Linked DNA regions of Triticum aestivum: region 1 is linked to region 2. A link is a contact called in public Hi-C data. All regions are on one chromosome and are shown on one strand. Each heading gives the region's core, a stretch centred on a gene start, on an enhancer-like site or on the middle of the called end of the contact. The rest is flanking DNA. Distances are from core to core; before and after follow the strand shown. Region 1 holds the start of LOC778414 (universal stress protein PHOS34). Region 2 holds the start of LOC123103920.

What was found. A called contact is a pair of places that touch in the nucleus more often than the background predicts.
Region 1: a Hi-C map of leaf shows a contact between it and region 2, with 2.6 times the contacts expected there. The contact joins the promoter of LOC778414 here to the promoter of LOC123103920 in region 2. A contact is called at or near these places in 3 of 5 Hi-C or Micro-C datasets (leaf and an unstated tissue).

What each region holds. Positions count from the first base shown.
Region 1 is chr1A:106,210,641-106,213,340 of IWGSC CS RefSeq v2.1, reverse strand. It overlaps LOC778414 (universal stress protein PHOS34), which reads right to left and starts at 1,325. Exons shown (of 4, transcript XM_044462354.1): 1 at 1,005-1,325; 2 at 1-51. The coding sequence starts at 1,188.
Region 2 is chr1A:106,075,720-106,078,419 of IWGSC CS RefSeq v2.1, reverse strand. LOC123103920 reads left to right here and starts at 1,273. Exons shown (of 3, transcript XM_044525714.1): 1 at 1,273-1,597; 2 at 1,714-1,954; 3 at 2,108-2,230. The coding sequence starts at 1,330. The coding sequence ends at 2,120.

The DNA of each region.
Region 1 (2,700 bases), core at 76-2,575, 130 kb before region 2:
CATATTTCTTTGCAGTTGAAGGGTGAGAGAACTCCGAGAGGGGGATCAAAGCTGAAATGGAAGAAAGAAATGAGTACAGTGAGCACTGAGCAGTAGGCCACAGTTGTAAAACACGTTGATACAAGGTGTGAGCACACTAGGATCTTTCACATGTAAACTGCATGAACAAGGAATATCACACAAGCCATTCATGGTTAAATTCGCTATATGAACAGGAATAACTAGTTTACTCATTGATGCGTCCATATTTATCGCTGCCGTACATTAAAAAATGTAACATAATCTAAGCCGCAATGATGGATAGAGTATCTTGATTCTTTGGAACATAACTGTTGTGCATTAAGAAAAAAAAGAAACCTATTGGCGGACAGAACGGTTCTCTGAAGCTTAAATTGGAAGTGTAGCAAATCCTATGATCCCTGTGTAGTCATTACAATTTGCAAGCGCCAACAAATTACTATTGTTCATCCAGGTTAATGTTTAGCAAAACAAACAGGTTAGACCCGGAGCTTAATAAGAAATGGTTAGATCCAGAGTTTAGATCGAGTGGTCAGTTCGGCAAACCGAAATCGGCGCCGCTGCTCCAGAGTTAAAGCGACACCTAGGATCGGTTGCCAACCGCGCCCCGGACAAGCCATGCTCTGTCTTCGCTAGCCCCCCTTCTAAATCCAGTCAAAACAAATTCTACAACCAGAGCAGGATATTGCTGGTGTTATGCTCCGGTACAGCGAAAGGCAGACCAATTAATTCCAAGACAAGAAGCAAGTAGGCAACAGACATGACCACGAACATACGCGTGCGGGTCATGGCAACCGCTACCCCTTGCGCCGACGCGGCTCGTACAGATCGGAATCTTAGCACGGATCGGGGGGATTGGTGGGCGCGACAAGGAACTAAGATCAGGAGCAGCAAGCAGGCTGACAGGTACACAACTGGTTGCGGTACAGTAGCAAGAACAGGAGGACTAGGGAGGAAGAGGAGGAAGGAGTTTGGTTGGTACGCACGCGAGCCGGAGGCCTCCCAGAGGAGGGTCTCGCCCTGCTCGTAGTCGGGGTCCTTGAGGACGTGCAGGAGGAGCAGGTTGTCGCCGGAGCGGAGCAGGTTGTCCGCCGCCCACTGCAGCGCCGCGCGGCTCCCCTCCGAGAAGTCCACCGCCAGGCCCACCCACCTCTCGCCGTCCGCAGCCATGGCCGATCTCTTCTCTTCTCCTCGCTCGGCTCTTGGGTGGTGGTGGAGGTCACCGCTGTTTGGAAGGAAAAGTTGGGAGACGCAGGAACAATTAAGGACGACGACGACGGTGGTGGCCTTCTCTTGTCGGCCAGAGGATATTTGTTTGACGCGGTGCGGTGCTACATGGCATGTGTGCGTGATTGAGGGCGCCCACATGCGCACCCGCTGGGACACCTTTGGAAATTTCCCTCTCTGCCTCCTGCAAAGATTCTTCTTTCTCCTAATGTTTGTTCGCAATCTGGAAATATTTCAGAAACTTGGGGCAATTATTATTACAGATTTCGGCGTGTAATCTAGTATAGTACAAGATGATTTCTGCATGGACAGATTTCGTGACTCCTTGGGGGAATTATGGATTTAACCCGCAAAAGAAAAGGAATTATTGAATTTTGAAACTTGGAAAATATCCATACTCGACACTTGAATTACTGTATTTTTGTTGCCAGTTCTAGAGCAACTAAAAGTTCCCCTCTGACGAAAAGTCCGGCTGAAGGTTCTACAAGAGACAAGTTTCTTTCTGCCAATTCATCAAAGCCAAGTTTGAAACGGTGGTGTGGACTCCACGCGCTCTCTCTCTCTCCATCAAATTAAAATCATTAAGCTACCCATGAAGGGCGGCCAACCAGCTATCCCATGTGGCGCAAGCTGGTTGGCCGCGGTGAGAAATCTTTTGTTATTTTTTTAGATGAAAGTGTGGATTATTTTTCAAATGTATTTTTTTAGATGGAGATGAGGATCTCTGGTATTTTTTAAATGAAGGGTTATGCAAAGTGGCACTCGCTGATAGGCTGTTGTGGATTTTTTTTCTTTTTTACTTTTTTTTAGATGAAGGTGAGGATTTTTTTTAAATATTTTTCAGACAGAGGCGAAGATCCAAGGACTTTATGTATTATTTTATTAAAAGAAAATATGCATACAACTTTCTCTCAAACGGCGTAACCGGGTGGCGCCCCATATGCCAACAGGCGTACTACCATGCCAAGTGCTGCACGACTATGGCACGCCACGGCGCGGTATGCTTCTGGAGTGATCACCAGCGCTGATGGGGACAGCTGAAGGTGCCGATGGATATTTGGAGGTCCACGTCACAATCTCGTGTGTGCATTTTCCTCTTTTCGGTTGTTTCTTCCCCCGTTCGCACCGAAAAGTTTGGTCTGGTTACTTTTTTTTACGAGGAAGCGTTTAAGAGCAACTTCGATGGGCCGACCCAAACGGATGATGTTTTTATTCGTTTTTTGTCCGCTTGGATCGGCAACACAAACGTCCGACGTTGTGTTTGGGTCGGCGTGAGCGCCCAACGCTGGCCCGACCCATTTCGTCGACGCGCCAAAAAAAATATTGCGAGCAGTTTGAAAATAAATATATGCATTTAATTAAACATAAAAGCCGGTCACGAAGGCCGGCGAAAGTCCACATTACATTAATAAAAACACTAAAAACAAGATGACGTGCTGCCCTAGGCGTTCTCGT
Region 2 (2,700 bases), core at 24-2,523:
TACATTATACATACACATCAGGAACAATTTTCTAATTCATGTTTGAAATTTTATGAAAATGTTTGATGATTACCTTTTTAATACATATCGTACATTTTCAGTATATATCAGGAACACTTTCTAATACATGTTTAATAAAAATACATGATTAACATGTGTTATACACGAGCAACATTTTATAAAATTTATGTTTTATGTTCAAAAGTTTAAATACACGTTCTTAGGTTTTTTATAAACGCCAGCAGCATTTTAATTTGTACATGCTTAATATTTTTTAACTATTTTTATTTGATTTTTTAACACAGTACAGATACAGACGCTCATGCATGCGCACATACATTCATTCCTATGAACACACGCATGCACGCACTCATACCCTACCCTCTATGAGCACATTCAAGAGACTGAACTAGCACATTATCCTGAGAATGATGAAGTCACCATAGACGTCTTTATAGTCGACGGGAGTGTCTCCTCCCACTGAACGCACATCACCGAAAAGTCTGAAATAAATCCAGAAAAATGCGAGCACCAAGTCTAGGGCTTGAACCCAGATGAGTTGGGGTTACCACTATCCTCCTAAGCATCCAACCACAGGTTGATTCGCTAACTATGTTTATTTGATGACTACTTTTTTTCACACATATTGTATACTTTTGGTATCAGGAACAGTCTTATACACGGTTATCATTTTTGAAATATATGATTAACTTTTTATACACAACCAAATTTTTTTTTAATTTATATTTTTTTATTATCAATGTTTAATACGCATTCGACATTTTTGGTATACACCGGGGGCATTTTTTATACACATTTAAATTTTTCTAAATAGATGATTAACATTTTTCAAATGCTTGAATAACACTTATAAATACATGGTCTACTTTTGTGAGACACATTGAATTTTTCCTATACATTCTTTATACATGAGAAGCGTTTTTTTCTATACACATTTAACGTTTTACAAATGCTAGATTAACATTGTTTAATTGTTTAATGTAGAGTGTTTTTAATATTATATTTAGAATATTTGGAAGTATAAACAAAAGTAAAAAAATAAAGTAAAACATGAAAACAAAAATAACGTGAAAAAACAGAAAAAAGAGGCTGTGGTCTCCCGCGAGATGGGCCGGGCTTTAGCGGCCTTAGCTTCTCCCTGTGTATGGGCCGGGAAGCCCAACACATCTGACCAAGTCTGTCCTCTCTCTTGTGGCTTTTTATGCTAGCCAACCGGTATCATCCGACACCAATCTCCCCTAAAAAAAATTCGACACCAATCGAGAGGAAGTTTTTCTCGCGGTAGCAGAGCGGTGAACGACGACGACGATGGAGACCCTCCCCTGTGATTTTCGGGAGGGGATGGAAACCCTACCTTGTGAGATTCGTCAGGCGATGGAGGTACTGAACAAGGATAAGGCCGACCGGATCCAGGAGATTGCGGAGAAGCAGGCGATCGAGATGATCCAATGGTACTATGATAAGCTGAAGGAGAAGGAACCGGATTCTTATGAAGACTCGTCATCGTCTGATGACGAAGACTCGTGTGAGTCTGATGAAGATAGGTGTCGTCGTGACTGGAACCGTCTATATGCCGGTATGTTCGGCTCCTTCGATGATTTCAGTAAGCCCTTCCGCCGAATTCGCTTGGCAACGACGAAAACCGCCATTGATGCACATGCTTATCAAAATCCCTCGTATTTATGCGTGCAGCTGCTATCCCAGCCATGCGTTACACGGATAAGCCCGCGCCTCCCAACTTCGCCTGGGAGGATGATACTCTTCAGATCTTTTCAATCGAAGTCATGGGAATAGAGCAGCAAAAATTAGAGTGGCCGCTAGGTGTGTTTGGTATGGTTGCCGCACGCGACTCGCTGGATCACGATCGCTGGATCACAATCACAACATTATCTTCAGTCGTGAACGGGACAATCGTCAGACCATCAGTGAGGAGGTTTGGACTCTCACTTGGCAAATTCTAATGATTAGTTAACATAATTAGTTAACTTCTGTTTGCTATTATGTGATTTATAAGTATATAATGTGCTTGTTTTTATACCCCCATCAACTGTACATTGTTGCCCATTTACTTAATTGTTTCGTGCAGAGTCCCTATCTAGAACTCACAGGCCCTACACGTGCTGTTGTGGTGTCGGATCGTGCGGACTTTGAGGTTAAGCTGAAAGTGAAGGGCGCTAGTGAATCCGAGGATGAATATTTAAGCTGTGTATCTATTCCCTACAATTGCTATTCCAGACCCACTCGCTCACGCTTGGTTGAGAAGCTTGAGACTAGCAAGCTCACCACACTCAAGTTGACACTTGGCTTCATCATCGACTCTATGGAGGCCACGATCAGCGTGAGGGTTATCAGTGGATTATGGACAGAGAGTTCTCGAAGTTTATTTACTGCCAGTACCGCCAGCATAGATCACATGAAAGTCGCGTTGCTCGATTTCGGAGGCGACGGATTGCCTGTTGCCGCTGATGGCAAGGTTCAGCTTTCGCGCCGTGTTGCTTCTGTCGAGCTTGCTGGTGAGCTAAGAGTCTCCGCTGAGGCTCAGTGTGAAGATGAGACTTTGGCTTATGTCAAAGTTTTTACACCAAGGAAGGCCAGTAGAAGCCATGGTATCCTCAACGTTGGATCCTGTAAGATGAAAGTCACGGTTGCCTGGTCTCTTTTCGACTGCGGCCCATTTGG